2 separate regions of the Mus musculus genome follow, and region 2 is linked to region 1. Evidence: chromatin contacts called from public HiChIP or PLAC-seq data. All regions are on one chromosome and are shown on one strand. Each heading gives the region's core, a stretch centred on a gene start, on an enhancer-like site or on the middle of the called end of the contact. The rest is flanking DNA. Distances are from core to core; before and after follow the strand shown.

The links. HiChIP or PLAC-seq counts read pairs in DNA pulled down with a chosen protein or histone mark.
Region 2: a contact with region 1 is called in an H3K27ac HiChIP or PLAC-seq map of embryonic stem cells, with 6 read pairs. The contact joins the promoter of Clybl here to the enhancer-like site in region 1. A contact is called at or near these places in 1 of 39 promoter capture datasets (macrophages), 2 of 15 datasets of contacts at CTCF or cohesin (CD8 T cells and the G1E-ER4 cell line), 2 of 484 Hi-C or Micro-C datasets (the HPC-7 cell line and pre-B cells), 3 of 115 datasets of contacts at active chromatin or transcription factors (embryonic fibroblasts and embryonic stem cells) and 1 of 9 other capture datasets (embryonic stem cells).

What each region holds. Positions count from the first base shown.
Region 1 is chr14:122,137,597-122,141,930 of GRCm38.p6, forward strand. It overlaps Tm9sf2 (transmembrane 9 superfamily member 2), which reads left to right. Exons shown (of 17, transcript NM_080556.3): 6 at 2,054-2,178; 7 at 3,603-3,714. Among named protein-coding and RNA genes, the nearest start is that of Tm9sf2, 33 kb to the left of the region's middle. Within about 2 kb of position 2,590, at least 5 of the 459 cell types and tissues checked have an H3K27ac peak or open chromatin away from gene starts, as enhancers often do. A contact at or near this core is called in embryonic stem cells, where this site is marked.
Region 2 is chr14:122,179,714-122,184,047 of GRCm38.p6, forward strand. It overlaps Clybl (citrate lyase beta like), which reads left to right and starts at 1,981. Exons shown (of 8, transcript NM_029556.3): 1 at 1,981-2,068. The coding sequence starts at 2,013.

The DNA.
Region 1 (4,334 bases), core at 1,340-3,839:
ACATTACTTAGATTAATACTGTGCACATTTAGCTCTAGAAATGAAATCATTCAGATTTCAGTTCAAGATTTACAGTTTCTTATGGTAGGTTCTATGTGAAGGGCTAAGCCTTTGTTCTAAGTCAAAGGCTACACTGAGGGGCTGGAGGGACAGTTGTCCTCTTAAGAGCTTGTGGAGAGGACCTACGTCTGAGTCCCAGCACTCATGTCAGTTGGCTCACAGAAGCCCAGCACTCCAGTTCCAGGAGACCTGGTGTCAAGAGGACTGGTACTGAAGGCACACATAACTTATAACACCACAGTGCATTTATTTTAAAGGCTGAAGCCATGGTTCAGAGGTTAGCAGCATATACTGCTCTCCCAAGGAATACAGCTTCAGTTCCCAGTTGGTTTACAACCCTACAGCTCAAGAGAATCCCATGCCAGTTGCTTATCATACACAGACATGCACCCATGCAGATAATTAAAAATAATTCTTTAAAAGTTTTGAAGACAGGGTCTCAACCATGTAGCCTTAGCTGTCTTGGTACTCTCTGTGCAGACCAAACTGGTCTCAAACTCAAACTGTCTGTCTCCTGAGTGTTGGGGTTAAGGGCATGCACCACCATGGCCATGCTAAAAATACATCTTTTTTAAAGTTTTTTTTTTTTTTTTTTTTTTTTTTTTTTTTTTTTTGGTTTTTTGAGACAGGGTTTCTCTGTGTAGCCCTGGCTGTCCTGGAACTCACTCTGTAGACCAGACTGGCCTTGAACTCAGAAATCCGCCTGCCTCTGCCTCCCAAGTGAGGGGATTAAAGGCGTGCGCCACCACTACCTGGCTTTTTTTTATTATTATTATTAAAAAGTTAGATTCAGGGGCTGGAGAGATGGCCCAGCAGTTAAGAGCACTGGCTGCTCTTTCAGAAGTCCTGAGTTCAATTCCCAGCAACCACATGGTGACTCACAACCCTCTGTAATAGGATCCTGATACCCTCTTCTGGCATGTGGGTATACATGCAGATAGAGCACTCATATGAAATAAATAAACAAATCTTTTTTAAAAAAAAAAAACTACTTAAAGCATTTTTCTACTTTAGGGGGAAAAAAAAAGCTAGACACAGGGTCAGTGAGATGTTTCAGGAGGTAAAGGTACGTGATGACCTGGGTTCAGGTCCCAGGATCTCGTGGAGAAGGAGATGACTGACTCCCTGAGCTTGTCCTCTGGCCCCCATACATGTGTGCACACATACAAAATAAAAATACAGCCTGTAAAAAGTTACATCTGTAAACCTTGTTATAGAGAAAACATAAAAGTATTAAGGAAAAGTAAGAAAAACTTCTAAGAATAGGAGCAGCACTGCAGGAGAAATGTCTGACGCATAAATCGTAATTAAGAGCATGTAGACACTGGAGAGTTAGAAGGGTGTCTCTAAGTTTGTAAATTTGTATCGCAGAAATTTCAGAATACACTTTTTATCAAACCTGTTTTTCTTTGAAGCCTTGCTTTTATGTATGAAGAAAATGTTAGAAGAGACAATATAGAATTGTTATTAAGATCAACACATAATAGTCACTAATTTTGTATTACTTTGTTATTACTAATATTGGGCGTATAAGGTTTCCATATACCCAGGCAACCTGATTCACTCTCTCACTGATGTGATCTAAGTTAACATCATCTCCTTAGTTCATGAGCCCTCGTGTGAGAGTTGAGAAGCTTAGGTTGTTACTTGTAATCCTGAACAGTTTTACAAAATTTTAGAAAGGTTTGCTTAAATATGGGCAGTTTAACATATTTATAATGTCACTTCTTTTTTTTTTAACATATTTTAAGTAAAAGCTAGAAAATATTACTTAATCTTTTAAGCAGATATTTATTAATTTTATGAAAAAATTAAAACCTTGGCATTAATTTGGCTTATGAGGACCTCTACCTTAAAACTTAGCATTGTAATGGGGAAGAAATAAAATTCCATCTGAATTTAAGTGTCTATTTGTTACTATAGCAGTTTGTGGAACACTGTGCTTGGTTGTCCTGTAGCTGTGTTGTGTGTTTAACTAAGTTCTGTTTCACAGTCAGAATTCCACGAGAGAGACACTTTCTACATCTTCAATCATGTTGACATCAAGATATATTATCATGTTGTTGAAACTGGGTCTATGGGAGCAAGATTAGTGGCTGCTAAACTTGAACCAAAAAGGTAAATATAGAAGAAGGTTTAAAACAACAAACAACCCTATTGCAGCCAGGTGTGGTGGCTCATACTTACAATCCTAGCACTTGGGGAGCCTGAGGCAGGAGGATTACAGTGAGTACAAGGCTGGCCTAGGTTACATTGTGAGTTCCAAGCTAGCCTGCCCCAAAGAGTGAGATTATGTACCTCAACCCTCCTAATAAACAAATATAAGTAAAACCTAGGTCCAAAGGGGAAGTGTATTTTGAGATTAAGTAGTTTATTACTTAACCATAATTCTGACATTTGCAGATTAATTACAGTGAAAACTCCTGTCAGTGAGTGAAGTTTGTGTGGTTGGTTTGGTTTGTAGGCTGCTCAGAGACAGCAGTGGTTCGTTTCTGTAATGGGAGTGGTCAGATTGCCTTGCCTTTGCATTTTGCTTTGTTTTCCATTCAGGAATTTTCACAGCCTTTTGGTTTGTTATAGGCACAATGTCTCCTTTGTAGTGGAAAGAACATCTTTTCATCAACAGGTGGCTTTGCTGCTCAGAGGCTCATGTGGCTGTTGGTCCTGTCATTTTAAAGTCTCCATGCCAGGGAGACTTTTTGCAAAGGCATCTTTTGAGGTTGTCAAGGTGTTTTCTTGAAAATACCTGTTTTGAGCCAGGCCTGTTGGAGCCTGCTGTTTCCAGCACTCAGGACACAGAGGCAGGCAGATCTCTGAGTTCCAAGACAACCAAAGCTACACAGAGAACCCCTGTTGTGAGAGGTGGGAGGGAGGAGGCAGATAGACGAGAATGAACTTGTTTTGGTTGTGGGTTGTATTTTTTCCACTTTTTTTGCCACCGAATTAGCCATGCTACATTCCACATTACTGGTGTACATGACATACTAAGATGACAATTAAATTAAACTCCCTCTGTGGTTTCATAAGATTGACTGGGTGCAGTGGTGTATGCCTGTAGTCCCAGCAGGAGGGTCTTTGAGTCCAGACATGAAGCCCAGAATAAGCAGCATGGCGAGACCCTATCTTAAAGGAGGAGTGGGCTTCAGTGTTCTTTTAAATGCAGCGGTCAGACTTTTTGCTTATAGTTGAGTATGTAACTAATCATTTCTGTGACATAAATGTTTATGTTACGAAGTGTGACATGAGGACCAGGGAGATGACTCTGCTGTAAATCTGTTTTCCAAGTAACCCTCAGTTCAAGCCTCTTACCCCACAGTAGGAGGAGAGGCCCAGTGCCTCAAGGGCCCCACAGCCACTGTACAAGTGCATGCACACACCCACACAGAGTCAGATTTGAGACAAATTTTGTAATGTGGTTTGAATGTTGTCACTTTTAATGTTTAGCTGCATTGTAAAATATAGAGAAAATTTATGACCTGTATTTTACCTCATTTTCTAAACTGAACTTTTTTATTATCTTGCCAAAATGTATCTTCCCACAGCTTCAAGCATACCCACATAGATAAACCAGACTGCTCTGGACCTGCCATGGATATAAGCAACAAGGCTTCAGGAGAGATCAAAATTGCCTATACTTATTCTATTAGTTTTGAGGTGAGTTTGTTTTTTAATGTTCAGTATAATTCAGACATTGATTTTAAACATGTAGAACTTAATCTAATTAAAAATACTAATGATCAAGTCTATCAAGTACATAAGCTTTTAATGAGCTGCTTTTTAAAACAGCCTGTCAATGCACCAAACAACATAATCATTCCTAAAACTAAGTCGTAATCGAGGTGAAAAAAATGCATAATTTGAAGAATTGTGCTTCGTGTGTTACAACCGAGAGATAGCATATGAGACAAGCTGCAGGAATCGACAGAGGTGGTGATATGAAATGTCAGACATGCCAGAAGTCATGGAAAACACCATCATTTTTTGCAATCAGCATGAGGGTATCAGTTTAAATGGAGAGTTTCATGTTGGTTTTCTTAAAATATTAAGAAATGTTTTTTTGTTAATAGAGAAGTCGCTTAGGAAAGAAAACATGATCATCAAAAGTGTGGGGCGTGTTCCATCTCTGCTTTAAAGGTTTTGCCTTGACTTAGCTAATATTGTTGTGATGTCTAGTGTCCCCTGTGTAGTATTTAAATTTCCAGGCAAACATGTGAACAGTGTGTGTCTGTAGGTGAGACTAAGTAGCATTTTCCAGATGTCCCTTGCATCTGGAT
Region 2 (4,334 bases), core at 731-3,230, 42 kb after region 1:
GATAAAGAGCCTTTGGGGTTCCTAACCAGAGAATAAAGGGCTTCATTTTCCTAATGGGTCTGCCCTTTCCCACTGGAAAGTTATTTAAATGTTACAGCAAACAGTGAGGTTGATCAGATATTTTCAGCGGGCGAATCCTAGGAGGTGTTCTGTAGAACCAATACAAAGCTAGATAGTATAAGACAAACAATGAAGGTTAATTGAGTTTTCACGATAATTACAAGGCCATGTGGTGAAAATATAACTCACTTCTATCTAGGACAAATGTATTTGTGAAACAATGCCAAGATTTCAGCCACTTAGGGCCAGGGTGTAGCTCAGTGGTAGATAGAGCTCCTGCCTGCCTGGCTGAGGCCCTAAATTCTACTCCCGAGTATATTATTAAAAAAGGCATTTAGGCCACTTAAACCTGGGCCCAGGAGGTTCTCAGATCCCTGAAGTTTTATGCCTGCTCTACTTTGCCCTGAAGTCTTTCACCCTCCCAACCCGTCTTCCCCCACTACCTCCCCTCAATCCCTCTGACCCCCTCAGGTGCAAAACTTGCAATAACTCTTTTGTGCATGTAACTGACGCCTTACGTGACTTTTATTGATAAATAAAAACTCAAGGCCGGGCGGTGGTGGCACACACCTTTAATCCAAGTACTTGGGAGGCAGAGGCAGGCAGATTTCTGAGTTCAAGGCCAGCCTGGTCTACACAGTGAGTTCCAGGACAGCCAGGGCTATACAGAGAAACCCTGTCTCAAACAACAACAACAACAACAACAACAACAAAAGTTTTAAAAACTCAAACCCCCAGACCTGTGTTTTTACTGGTGGATGGATGGCCATAGAGAAGTGTAACAGGACAAAGAGTGTGATCTAGTATCTGGAGACAGACAAAGCTTGCCTGCTCAGTCTCTTAGTACAAGATATAGATGTGTAAATTAGAGATGGAATGGGTGTTCCTGATACTGCTTTGTCTCAGGCTCCATTTTGGCGGAACAGACTGGGGCCCGCAGTGGAGACAGGAAAGTGGGATGGTCCTCACTGGGTGCAGGCAGGAGAGGTCCGGGTGGGTGTGAGGGGGCCTCACAGAGGGTTTGAACAGTCTGCCCTGTTGGTATCATAAACTAAGCGATAACTCAGTCTTGCAGATATTCGGCATCTGTGCTGCCACTCTGGCTACAAAGGACTTCTGGGGTCTTTTGTTTTTGTTTTTCGGGACAGGGTTTCTCTGTGTAGCCCTGGCTGTCCTGGAACTCACTCTGTAGACCAGGCTGGCTTCGAACGCAGAAATTCTCCTGCCTCCCAAGTGCTGGGATTAAAGGCGTGAGCCACCACGCCCGTCTGGGGTCTATTTTTTAATCCAGCTTCCGACAACGACTTTGAGTGTCAATTCAGAACAAACGGAACGTAGTGACCACCAAAATCAAAACTGCAGAGGTAGAAGACAGAGGAATGGTGGAGGGTGGAGAGTGGAAAGGACCAGACACTAGGTAGGGCACCACTGGATTAGGAAAGACGACCGATGGCAGCTTCTCTCAGTTTCCGGAGACCCGCAGGCATTGGGAAGGGGCCTGTGTGGGTCCCAAGCCTGCACCTTTTCAGGTAGAGCCCATTTGCTTTGACCACTTTTAGCTTATGCACCATCGCAGGCTCACCGACTGTGTTAGGGGCACGTTGATAATAAAAACAGCAAAAAAGCCCCTCGGAAACCTAAATCTTCTCTGCCAGAGAAAACCCAAGTTTCTCTAACTCGTTTCAGAAGCGGGCGGAGCATTGGGTCACCAAAGCCTCCGCGCAGAGCCGCGCAGGGCTCGCAGAGGATTGGAGTGGCTAACGAGGGCGGGCGTGGTTTTGGAAAGAGAAGCGTTGCATGGGGCCTCGCCAGCAGAAGCAAGGTGGGGCTGAGTCTGGCTGGACTGGCCTGGGCTGTGGCAAGCGGGGGGCCGGGCTAAGCCTGGTAGGGCGGGCGTGGCCGAATCCAGCTAGGCGGGGCGAGGGCGGGGCGTAGGCGGGCCAGTCGGGAAGATGGCGTTGTGCGTGCTGCGGAACACGGTTCGTGGAGCGGCGGCGCTGCCCAGGCTGTGAGTTCAGGTTCTCTGTCCCCGCCACGCGGCGAAGGCGGTAGCCAGAGTGGTCTCTGGAGCCTGCATGGGCACTCTAGCCCGATACCTCTGTGCCTCCGGTCCTTGACCTCTGCCAAGGTCGCTGCGGCTGCTGCCTCCCAGTGGGAGGGCTTTGCGTGGACCCGGGCAATGGGTACAAACGTTACTGGGTTGGCAGGGCTGTCAGCATCTGGCATGTACCGCGCTAACTTAGGGGCGCTCTGGAGTAGCTGAGACGCTCACCCCACCTATGTGAAGCACAGTGGTTCCCAAATGTTGTTCTCTGGACCCACTTACCCAACCAAGAATGACTGAGGGTTCCAAAAAGCTTTTGCCAAAATCTGCTCATGAAAAACACTGAATTTTTTTTAGGTGAAAAGAGCATATATTTTGAAGTTTTCTTTGGTTTAACAAGAGACTTTAAGTCTTACGTCATCAGCTTTGGAGTAGATATTTGAAAAGAATTCCATGACTTGGGGAGTGGAGGCAGGAGGACGCAGGTTAAAGGCTACACTTAATCTACATAGCAAGTTTGAGGCCAGCCTGGCCTACATAGCAATACTAGTTGGTAAAGGAACTGTAGATTGTCACAAACAGTGACCCTCCCTCATGACACTTGCCTATCTGTTAACTGCACGTGTCCTGAGTTCTCCTTTAAGGTGTCTTGCCTATTGTGAGGAAACAGGATCAGAGACTGTCTCAAAGTCCCACGGAGCGATGGAGCCAGAGTTCACAGTTTAGCGTTTTTTACATCTTTTGTGTTGTGCTTCATGATTTACCCCAGACCCATGACAGGACCCATATGGTCTTAGGCACCTCATTTTCTCATCTGTGGCCTTGCACCCTGGCTGGAGGAAAATCACTCCTGGAACCTGAGTGGTGGTAAGGGAGGGGTCCTGGGCCAGCCCAGAGATTCCGTTTCTGAAGTGTGAAAGGACCAGTCCTGACCGCACACAGTCACCACTTCTAATAGGCTTGGAGCTTAGTGTAAACTCCTTTTTATCACCACCACCCTGCCCCCCATACCATGCATCATCTCTATCAAGGGCAGGTACTTGGCTTTAGTGAGCCAATTGTGCTAGTGTGGTCCTAGTAAACCCACCAGAGGATGTAAGTGCTGTCTGGGACCAGTAGGCTACTTCTGGAGGCTCCTTGCTTATTTTCAGAGTGTCTGAACCATTGCTGAGCACGCAGGGGCCATTCAAGACCAGAAATCCTGATCCCTGTTTCTGACCCACCAGCGTTTGCCCTGAGCTCTAGACTGTCATGTTATTCATGCAGTTCTCTGTGGCCATGCTGGATGTATATGAATTACTCCGCTTTCAAGGAAGGGAGCATAACTCACTTGACAGAGCCAAGAAATATAGATGGGAACACACACACCTATCAAAGTTGCTACATAGAACCATCTGTAGCTATTTCTCAAGCTACACATGAGTCCTTAGGACGCTTCCAGGTCTAACACATCACTCAGGGAGCAGTCTAACTTCTTCCTGAGGCTTGTCAGTAAAGCACCGGCCCAACTGTAAGGAAGCTCCTGCTGTCTACCACGCAGGCACTTAATTGTTCAGTCCTAGCAAGCATATGATTTATTAGCCCACACCCATTGGGAAGATGTCCACCCACTAGAAGACAGTGCTTAGACTCCCTCCAGCCTCATGGGCTCCATTTATTCCTAGAGTTGCTTAGGTCAGCACCCTTTTCTTTCTTCAAAGCCCTTTTGTATACAATTGGTGCTTTTCTTGGTCTGCATTCTTTCCAGGTACCCTCTACCCAACAGACGATTTAGTTTTTACATTTACTTTATTTAGTGTGTGTGTGTGTGTGTGTATGAATGTTAGCACGAACATACTGCAGTTTATGTGTGGCGGTCAGAGGATCATTTTCAGGAGTTGATTTTCTTCCACCCTGGGCTCCAGGGATGAAAGTCAGGTTGTCAGGCCTACGTAACATATAGTTTTATTGCTGATCCATCTCATTTAGAGTGTCAAAGAATTTGAGCCATACGGTGTATAGTCTTTTTAGATTGGGTTCTTTAACAATAGGCATATACAATTCCTTCATGTCTCTCATGACTTAATAGCTCAGTTCTTTGTATTGCCAAGTAGTATCCCATTGTGTAGCTATACCACAGTTGGTTTAGACAGTTCGCTGTTGAAGGATATTTTAGCTGCGTCCAGTTTTTGTTGACTGTGCAGAAGTCTTCACATGCGTTTGTGTGTAGACATAATTACTGAGGAATGTG